2 separate regions of the Callithrix jacchus genome follow, and region 2 is linked to region 1. Evidence: chromatin contacts called from public Hi-C data. All regions are on one chromosome and are shown on one strand. Each heading gives the region's core, a stretch centred on a gene start, on an enhancer-like site or on the middle of the called end of the contact. The rest is flanking DNA. Distances are from core to core; before and after follow the strand shown.

Region 1 (5,405 bases), core at 1,457-3,956:
CTCTCATTGAGACTTGCACATGTTCCTAGAATATACATGTTGCATGCTGTTCTAGGCTATATGCAGCCTAGATTAATACCATTAACATTCCTGACTGTGGACAAAGGGACCCCATGCTTGTTCCCTGAAGCATCCTTCACCAACATGTGCAGCCTCCGTTAAAACTCTGGTTTGCAATGTGTTCTGGCAACTATGTAATCAGCCTCTTTTGTAAATTATACCATAAGAATATTTTTTAAAATAACTGGTGAGAAAACCAATGCTAACTAATAAGATCGGATTTATTTGATCATATTTTTGACCTTTACTCTCCATGAGCAATAACCATAATTCAATAGATATTCTGAAGTCTGAATATAAACACAGATAAAAAGCATAAATCTTAAGAAAGTAAACTGCTCACTGGCACCCAAAATGCTGTAAAATATAAAACAAATACAAACTGAACTGTATTTCGGTTCTTTTTGCTTCAAATATCTGTCCATAAATGTTGGCACGTACACAGGGCTATGTTGTGTCTATTGTAATAATTTAGAAAAAAATTATCTCAGTTACCACAAACAAGAAAATGATGGTAACCAGTCTTTCAGATAAATTACCATGTGTCACAATTTGGCATAAACTCTGATCCTTATGAATAATTCATATTTTGTGCATTAATAATGCATGTCCTCTTCCCATTGGAATGCTCCCTAACACAGAATGGATGTCTCCTACCAATTCCTTCCATTGACATGATGGAGTAAAGCTAAATTAGAATGGTGGGTTGTTTTTTTCTTTAACTTACTCCCCTTAAAATTGTAACACTTGGCCAGCCTATAAGCATACCAAAAATAGAACGTTGCTATTATTGTTTGCGCTTTACTTGGGAGTCACTCAGTGAAGTACCCCAACAATGATTCCTCTCGCAGATGAGAATATTTGCATGGCAGAAAAGAAAACCAAGGAAAGTTTGGCAGAGCTGATAGAAATGGTGAGTTCTGTTACATTTCTCCCTAATTATATATGTATATATTCACAATAACACAGGACATAATTGCTAAAACATGGTCACCAGCAGGGAAGAAAAAAAGAAGAAACAAAAAGACCAAAACGAATTAGGCAAGAGTTTTATAATAATTTCGGATGTTCCTCCCCACAGGGCTTCCCTCCCTACTGTGAAATTTCTTTTCAATTTTCAGTAAAAGTATCTGGCACATTAAAACAGTCTAAAGACCAAATCAGAGAAAGATGCCAAATGACACAGATTTGTAGAGAAAGCTACTCAATGCATCACTCATTAGCAACAGGGGTATTCCATACCACTACTGACATAATTATTTCAGGCATTACAAAAGGACATTTTCTCTCCACCTCCCCGCATCCCCCCCCCCCCCCGCATACCATCCCCCACCACTTTTCGCCCTCTACGTCTGGTCCAAACGCACAGGTTCAACTCTAACAGCGACAACACTTGACAGGAAGGAAAGAGATAAGAGGGATCTAGTTTGAAATTTTTAGTAAATAAAAAAATCATTCCAGTATCTTCCCTCTGTCTCAAGAATTCTTTCACCACCATTCAGGCCCAAGGAGAGGAAGGGTGGGTTCTCTCTTGAAGCCTTCCCCAGTGAAGAGCCAAGACAGAAAGGGGCGAAAAAGAGGGAGTTTTAAGAAAGGAGCTGGCCTTTGTCAACATCTGTCCCTAAGTGCCCCAAGATTCATTCATTCTTCCTTTCAGGATGTAGGGAGCACTTGCGTTATGCCAGGTATTAGTTTCCAGGCTAAATAACCCTCCCCTGGATCTCCAGCGTCTATTCTAGCAACAGAAATCCACCACCCCGGTTCATGACCAGGGAAAATCCATATTCAAGTATCTACTCAAGTTGGCACCCCCGGCCAAAAGCCACCCCGCACCGCCTTTGCCACAACACCTGGGTCAGAGGTGGATGTGGGGGGTGTCCAAAGACGCCTTATGCTTGGCAGAAATGGGGTCAGAGGGTTCGTGACCTCGTTCACACCGAGTTTGCGTGTCCTCTTTCTCAACCAGCCGGTCCATCCCTTGGAAAAGTTAAGTTGGCGGCGGGAAGACAGGGGAACTGGGGGCATCCGGCAGGCACCCCCGCCCGAGTTTCTCAGCTTCAACTTCCATGGCTACTGAGAAATATTTACTTCCAGTAGATGGGCTCCACTGGCCACTGAAGCCCAACACGCGGCCACCATCAGAAAGCCAAGTCATCCAAGAGATAAAGATAGATCCATTACACACCTAGACGCGGGCCTGACAGTGGCAGCCCCGGAGACCCGGGTTTCAGCTGAGAAAGCCACCGCGCAATTCCCCGGCGCGGGGCGGGAGACTCTCCGTCCACCCTCCGGGGATGCTGGCTCGGGAGAGAGACCATCGAACCGGCGAGCCGCAAAACGGAGAGGATCGATACTCACCCCGAGACGTCTGCTCCGGATCCTCACGTACCCTTGCTTCACTATGTCATTAAAATTGGAAGCCATCCCCGACAGCTGGCAACCCCCCTTTACACAGAAGCGCGCACCCCAAGTGGCTTTGGGGAGGGTCGAGGGCAGGGTCGAGACAGGGAGTCGTGTGGGGAGAAAGTTGGAGAGGTGACGCTGCTTCGGCGGCGCTGGGCGAGGCTTCAGAGGACGCACATCACTTTCTCCGTCCCCCGAACCCCGAGAGTGGGCTGCCGGCTCGCAGCCACTTTCGGGGAGCGCAGAGCGCAGCGCGGGGAGGCGAGGCTGGAGCGCTGGCGTCAGCTGACTCCGCGGCCTGCCTTCCAGGAGGAGGAGCGGCGGCTGAGGGATCCAGCCCTGCCTCTTCCCGGGGCCGAGAAGGAGGAGAAGGAGGAGGAGGAGGAGGAGGAGGAGGAGGAGGAGGAGGAAGGAGGAGGAAGGGGTGGGGGCTAAGACGAGGAGCCGCAAGGGTCCCAGCGCCGGGCTGCGGCCACCCGGGAGCAGCCGCCCTGGAACGCGCTCCCCGCGCCTCCCACCCACCTCTCCCTGCCCCTTCCCCTTCCGATCCCTCCCCTCCTGGCTGACCCGGAGCGTGCCCTCGCCGCCCCCGCACCTCGCCTACAGCCTGCTCGCTCTCCTCGCTCCTGTTACTTATTTTAGGAGGAGAGGAAATTTCACTTTTTTCCAGCCGTCGCCTACCCCGGCTCTTCCTTCAGCCCCTACCCTTTTCCCGAGAAGGGCCTTGACATTGCGTGTGTGTCTGAGGAGATGGTGTTGCCGCGGTTCGCCTTGACCTTGGCATCCGAGGATGTTGTCACCGCCTAAGCGAAATGCTTCCTTGGGTTTCCTTGCTGTCATGGACCTAACCCTCTCTGGTGTCATTTGCCACAGTTTCCCTGTTTGAGCCTGTCTTTCCGGCTGGAATGTGTTTTCCAGGGGCCTAAGACGTGGCCTCATCACTGTCCCCGAAGCTTGAGCCCAGAGCAAGTGCTCAGTAAATCCTTGTGGTTATCAAGATGGCCACCTAGGCGCCAGGCACTCTCCCAAGCCTTTTGCTTGGATTCACTCATTCAAACTCCCCTGCACTTTTTGAGGTAGGTGCCCTGTTATGTACATACCGGGCCCATATTTAAGCCTCCTTAGCCTGGTAGTAGAGCTCTCATAGCCATCATGAGATATTGCCTATACGGTAAGATTAAGAAGGGAACTGGATTTTACACTCACCTGCCCCTGACTGCATTACCTCCCTGAAGCATACTTGAGTTGATAATTGCCAACACACATGAGCACCAGTCTGCTGTGCATTGTGTTAATCTTGTTAAGGGAATAATGAGTTAGGTACCAGCATCCATATTTTACAGACTGGAGCTCAGAAGAGTTAGGCCCCTGGGACTTGCTAAGGTCTCTCAGCTGGCCACTATCAGAGCTACGACTGAAAACAGGTGTGTGTAGAGCCCAGCTCTGCTTCTAAACATTCTCCTGTTCCTCTTCTGAAGAGCAGATGTCACAGAAAGAGAGGGTACTAGTTGATTTCCAAGGAAGATCTTTCTAATCATTTGCACTATTCACAAAGGCAAAGATATTATCAGAAATTAGACAATTCTTACCCACTGGAAGGACCAAGCTAAAGCGGGGTGATCTCTGCTCAGAGCTATTGAGAAGAGGATCCAGTTACTAGTGGAACATTTGACCTCATGACCTCCACAGGTCTTTCAACTCTAGGATTATATGAATCTTCCCTTTCTCACTAGGAACATTCGCTTTTAGTCACCTTGGGTTGATGAGTTTCAGTTAAAGAACAGAATCCCCCAAGGATGTGTCATAGGAGACTAAATAGGGACAATCAAAAAGGAAATATTCTGGCAGGGAGAACTATTTTTGCTACATAGTAAACCATCTGTCTTCATGTTGCCATTCTATGAAAAATGATGCTTTAATTTTAACTCTCTCACCAAAAGAGATGAAATGGTAAAATGATTTGGAGAGTTCTTTTTGAAGGATTGGAACTTAAAAAAAAATGCTCCCCATGGTTGCTGTAAAATAGAGGTGTTCATAGAAGACATTTATCTAACCCATCATTTATAGACCAAAACCACAGTATTGTAGAAACAAAGAATGAAGAAATTAAGGCATAAGGAATTTGAAGTGAAGGACCCACAATAATGGAAATAATTACTGACAAAAACTAAACCCGAGAAATCCGTCCCTTGATAGTTAATGCTGACTATCATCAACATCCATAAAGAATTTAACTGGAACTGAGGAAACTTAATCAAACCAGAAAATATCAAACTAGATGTGAAGGAACAAGTGATTTTTTTAATTGCAAGACCCACGAGTTGATCCATGAGCTTCGATCCCTGGGTGGCCTTATAGGACTAAGTGTCCTACTTGCCCAGGATAAACTATCCTCCCTGGATTGTTACCTTAAAAATAAATAAAACTTTATCCATCTTAAATCATTATATTTAAGATGGAATCCAATATATGGTTTCGCTTGATGAAATCAAATTGACATACATGTAACATGTACAGACTATGATATACTATCCACAGGACATTTATACTTGTCCAAATTGTGCAATAGGCAGCCCTGGCAGAAAGGGAAAAGAACGATTCACAGAGGTAGGCAATGTAAGCAGCCCGTATACAGTTGTGCAGTGCACAACCTGCCTAACCGTATGCTGCCAAACACTATCACACATGATTTAGTTTCACTGGAAATGTCTAACAGAAAAAAATACGATTTCATTCTGTGTTTTTCACTCAATCTTGAACACTTAGAGCTTGTTATTTGTCATACACATTTCTGTTTGTTTCCTCAGCATCCAGACTTTGTTCTCCCCACAGTAGTCATCATTTTCACTTGGAGTATACTTACCCCTGCTTCCAGTTCACGTGTGCAACCCTGTCCATTGCCTTCCTTTGGACAGCTGGTGGTTGGTGATTGGTTCAGATAT
Region 2 (5,405 bases), core at 1,856-4,355, 140 kb before region 1:
TAAATTATATATACTTATATAATTTATTGAAACAGGGTCTTGCTCTGTTGCCCAGGCTGGAGGACAGTAGCATTATCACAGCTCACTGCAGCCTGGACCTCCTGGACTCAAGCCATCCTCCTGCCTCAGCCTTCCTAGGAGCTGGAACTATGGGCATGCACCATTATCTTGGGCTAATTTTTAAATATTTTCTAGAGATGCGGTCTCCCTATGTTTCCCAGGTTGGTCTCTAACTCCTGGGCTCAGTCAGTCCTCTTGCCTTGTCCTTCAAAGTGCTAAGATTATTGGTGTGAACCAGCGTGCTCAGCCCTAACAGGGATTTTTTAAAAGACAGATTACACATTGATAGATGTTTCTGAAACATGCTCTGATTATCAATGTCATTTAAAAATGCTAAGACCGTGCTCAGTGGGGATATAAGAGTTTAAAACCCTTCAAAGGACTGAGGCATCATGACCAGAGGTAAAGTTTTAGGAACCAGACAAAACCATCCTGCATTCCTGGCTCCAGTAGTAACGAGCTATATAGCTGCAGACAAATGACTTCGCCATGCTGAGCATCTCTTTCCTCATCTATATCATAAGACATTCATTCCTTCCAGGTCAGGGATCACAAATAAAATATTCTTTTCCATTGTAAGCCCTGTAGGAGCATGGGCCTCAAGTGCCTACTTACCACTCTATCCTGTTGCACAAAACAGAACATAGTAGGTTCTCAATAAACATGTTTAAATGGTCAAATGAATGAGAGTGAACAAATGAATCTACTCCACAGAGTTATTGTGGTGATTAGAGAAAAGGCAAGTAAAGTCTCTGTTATATTGTAGGAGACCTGAAAAATAGCAGTGGCTATTATCACTGAAGAGTTGGGCATATCGTAGATGTTCAAGAAATACACAGTATTATAAACAAATGCCAGAAAGTAGGAAAAATATTTAAAAGCGAAAAATCAAACCACGAAGTAAATACTATTTCAGAAATTTTCATGGTTCAGGGGACAGACACTGAGAAGGCCCCATGACCCCCTCCTCCTGGTGGGCATCCCCTTTGGTGGTCCCCTTCCTTTGCATGCACAGAGCATATGACTTGCTTTTAATCAATAGACTGGCTGGGTGCAGTGGCTCATGCCTGTAATCTCAGCATTTTGAGAGGCAGAGGAAAAAGGTTTGCTTAAACCCAGAGTTTGAGACCAGCCTGGGCAACATCATAGGGAGACCTAAAAAATAAATAATAAATAAAAGGAGCCAGGCATGGTAATGTATGCTAATAGTCCCTGGATACTCAGGAGGCAGAGAAGAGAGGAGGTTGAGTGGGCCGTGATCACACCACTGCGGTTCAGCCTGGGTAACAGAGCAAGACTCTATCTCCAAAAAAAAAGAAACAAAAATCAATAGACTATGGCAGAGCGATAAGGTGAATAAAATAATCCTGCCACAATTGTGATACATAGGACTGTGGCCTCTTGCTGGCTTTGATGAAGTATGTGGCCATATTGGTGAGGTCCATATGGCCAGGAGCTAAGGGTGGCCTCTGTCCCTGAAGCCTTCAATCCCACAACTCCAAGGAGCTAAATTCCACCAATAACCATGAGAGCTGGGAAGTGGATGCTTCTCCACTTTTACCTTGAGATGAGACTGCAGCCCCAACAGAAACCTGCAATACAGCCCTTTGAAAAACTGATGAGGAAGTGGGTACATTCAGTACCCACTATGCTATGCCAAAACTCCTGACCCACAGAAACTGTGAAATAATGTGTGTGTTGGCCGGGCGCGGTGGCTCAAGCCTGTAATCCCAGCACTTTGGGAGGCCGAGGCGGGTGGATCACGAGGTCAAGAGATCGAGACCATCCTGGTCAACATGGTGAAACCCCGTCTCTACTAAAAATACAAAAAATTAGCTGGGCACGGTGGCGCATGCCTGTAATCCCAGCGACTCGGGAGGCCGAGGCGGGAGAATTGCTTGAACCCAGGAGGCGGAGGTTGCAGTGAGCCAAGATCGCGCCACTGCACTCCAGCCTGGGTAATGAGCGAAACTCCGCCTCAAAAAAAAAAAAAGTGTGTGTTGTTTTAATGGTGCATAGTTTGTGGTACTCTGTTACATGGCAATAGAAAATTAATCAAGTAGTAATATAGACATCAATTAGCCACAGCATCAGTAGCAAGGTCCCAGAGAAGGATGTGTGAGGGCAGACACCACTGGGTGTATCTAAGCATTGCCATGTCAGGATGCAAGATCAGCATTGCCAGACCTTTCCACTTTTCGAGAAAATATAAAAATCTGGCCAGGCACAGTGTCTGATGCCTGTAATCTCAGCACTTTGGGAGGCTAAGGCGGGTGGATCACGAGGTCAGGAGTTCGAGACCATCCTGGCCAACATGGTGAGATCCTGCCTCTACTAAAATACAAAAAATTAGCTGGGCTTGGTGACATGTGTCTGTAATCCAAGCTACTCCGGAGGCTGAGGCAGGGGAGTCTCTTGAACCCGGGAGGCAAAGGTTCAGAAAGCCAAGATTGTGCCACTGCACTCCAGCCTGGACTCTGTCTTAAAAAAAAAAATTCTGAGATTTATGTGTAAGCTCTTAATTTTTAAATATCAGTCACTAATTTGGAGTTTTCAGAATAGCAATAAGTTATTATTTTTCCTCTATGTTTCTTGTTTAAAAATTCAATGCAGGGTAAAGAAAGCACGTCAGGACTGGATTCAAAGATACAGTGTCAGGTGGAGTGATGCCAGCACACTGTTCCAAATTTGAGCCCTACTACCTTCTAAGGTGGTGGTTTGGGGTCTTCAGTACAAGAGTTTTCATGAGGTTTAGAACTAACACAAAACATCCTTAAAATATTGTCTGTTACAGAGCAAAGATACGACACTTTCTTGTTTTAATATTATTGACATTATTATCATAGTAGTTTTCTCTGACTGTTGAAACAAATTACCATCAATTGGTGATATAAAACCACACAAATTTATTGTTACAGTTTTAGAGATCAGAAGTCCAAAATCAGTTTCACTTGGCTGCAGTCAAAGCATCAACAGGGCTGGTTCCTTCGGGAGGTTCTGGGGGAGAACCTGTTTTCATGCCTTTTGTAACTTCTCAAGGCCACCAACAGCTTTTGGCTCACAGTCCCCTCTTCCACTTCAAAGCCAGCTGTGTAGCATTTGAAAATCTTTCTCTCCACCCCTTCTCTCTCTTTCTGCTTCCGCCATTGCCTTGCCCTCTGTTTGACTCCTGTTTCTCTCTTATTTTTGAGACAGAGTTTCGTTCTGTCACCAGGTTGGAGTGCAGGGACACTGTCTTGGCTCACTGCAAACTCCACCTCCCTGGGTTCAAGTATTCTCATGCCTCAGGCTCCAGAGTAGCTGGGATTACAAGTGCCCACCACCACACCCAGCTAATTTTTATATTTTTAGTTGAGACGGAGTTTCACCATGTTGGCCAGGCTTGTCTTGATCTCCTGACCTCACAATCTGCCCGTCTTGGCCTCCCAAAGTGCTGAAATTACAGGCGTGAGCCACTGCTCCGGTCCTCTTGTTTCCCTCTTCTAAAGACATGTGTGATTACATTGAACCCACCTGATAGGCCAGGATAATCTCGCCATCTCAGGATGCCTAACTTGGTCACATCTGCAAAGCCCCTTCTGCCTTGTAAGGTAATATTCACAGAGTGCAGAGATTCAAATGTGGACATATTTGGGGAGCCATTATTCAGCCTCCCACAACTGTTACTATTGTTATCTGACCCACAGGGCCCTTCTTTATGAGTTTTGGGATTGAGGGTCATAAGGCTGACTCAAATCAATTCGCTCCAGGCTGTAATTTTAGCCTGGTATGGACCCAAAGTGCAGCCTTCTGTCTGTAGATGCACTCTTGGGAATGTTACAACAGTGACAGTTAACAGTGAGTTAGGTCTTCCAGTAAGGCTAACGCCAGATAGGAGTTTCGCCATCTTTCTCCAGTTATGACCTTGGCCATCTCATAGAAGCAAGTCAGCAGTCATATAAAGGCAATCCTTAGTGGAATGCAGCCAGGTCTATGTGGATCCACTCTTAACTACCAGAAAAGGCAAAACAGTAACCTAGGCAGGGTGAGCCAGTAACGCTGCCTTCATTTGTTTGTTTTAGCATGGTATCCCCTAATCAGAGATTGATTGAAGTACATCAATTTTAAGCTTTTCACAATCCTTCCTTTAACGCCTTAAGATTCAGATCCCACGGTGAAGCTTACTCACGTCCATCTAAAACAGGATGCCATGGCTTTAAAAATCACGTTTATTTCATAGAACTCATTAGGCATACAGCAAATTAAGAGCAAGTGACAGTATTTTCTAGTTAAATTTGCAAAGGGATAATCCAAATGCTTTACTCATATTCCTGATTAATTTTTAGCGGAAATAATGAGAAGGTTGTAAATGGAAAAACATGTGCATGAGCATGTGGACCCTGCCTTCAAGTACAAAACAATTTATGTTAATTGATGGCTTTGCCAATAAGATGATCTTAGAAAAACTTCTTCAGGTGCCTAAAGGGATCTAATGGAATAGCTACACAACATTAATGCGATGACATGTTGCCCTGTAAGTTTTAAGTGACTTGAATTCTACTTCGCAGCTCGCTCCAGCTCCCTACCTCTCTCTCTCTCTGTCTCGCTTTCCCCTCCCTCCCTCTCTCTCTCTCTTCAACCATCCACTGATCTCTTTTTATTGAAATACCCAGCATTCCTAAGTAGATGGGGAAATAGATACCAAGATCATATTAGTTCAAAAAGAAGGTCTTCCTAGAAGCCTACTTGGAAAGAAAAACAAATCCTTAAAAGCATTCTCAGCCTTTAATTCAGCAATCCATTCTTACGAATTTGTCGGAGGAGGCCCGGCCTGGTGGCTCATGCCTGTAATCCCAGCACTTTAGGAGGCTGAGGTGGGTGGATCATGAGGTCAGGAGATTGAGACCATCCTGGCCAACAAGGTAAAACCCCGTCTCTACTAAAAATACAAAAATTAGCTGGGTGTGGTGGCAGGTGTCTGTAATCCCAGCTACTCAGGAGGCTAAGGCAGGAGAATCACTTGAACCTGGAGGCGGAGGTTGCAGTGAGTTGAGATCGAGCCACTGCACTCCAGCCTGGGCGACAGAGCGAGACTCCACCTCAAAAAAAAAAAAACCCTAAAAAAAAAAAAAAGAAAAGAATTTATCTTAAACAGATAGTCATTGATACATACAGACTGAACATTGAGCTGATGCACAGGTTTTTTTTGTTTTGTTTTTTGGATATATATATATATATTTAGAGAAGGTGTCTCACTTTGTCACCCAAGCTGGAGTGCAGTGGCAGAAACCTAGCTCACTGCTGTCTTCAATTCCTGGGCCCAAAGGATCCTCCTGCCTCAGCCTCCTGAATGGCTGGGCATACAG

What was found. A called contact is a pair of places that touch in the nucleus more often than the background predicts.
Region 2: a contact with region 1 is called in a Hi-C map of skeletal muscle, with 2.2 times the contacts expected there. The contact joins the enhancer-like site here to the promoter of DOK5 in region 1. A contact is called at or near these places in 2 of 3 Hi-C or Micro-C datasets (both in skeletal muscle).

Annotation. Positions count from the first base shown.
Region 1 is chr5:50,051,945-50,057,349 of calJac240_pri, reverse strand. It overlaps DOK5 (docking protein 5), which reads right to left and starts at 2,706. Exons shown (of 8, transcript XM_002747691.6): 1 at 2,419-2,706. The coding sequence starts at 2,484.
Region 2 is chr5:50,192,306-50,197,710 of calJac240_pri, reverse strand. All of the region lies in intron 6 of DOK5 (docking protein 5), which reads right to left. Among named protein-coding and RNA genes, the nearest start is that of DOK5, 140 kb to the right of the region's middle. Within about 2 kb of position 3,105, at least 2 of the 16 cell types and tissues checked have an H3K27ac peak or open chromatin away from gene starts, as enhancers often do. A contact at or near this core is called in skeletal muscle, where this site is marked.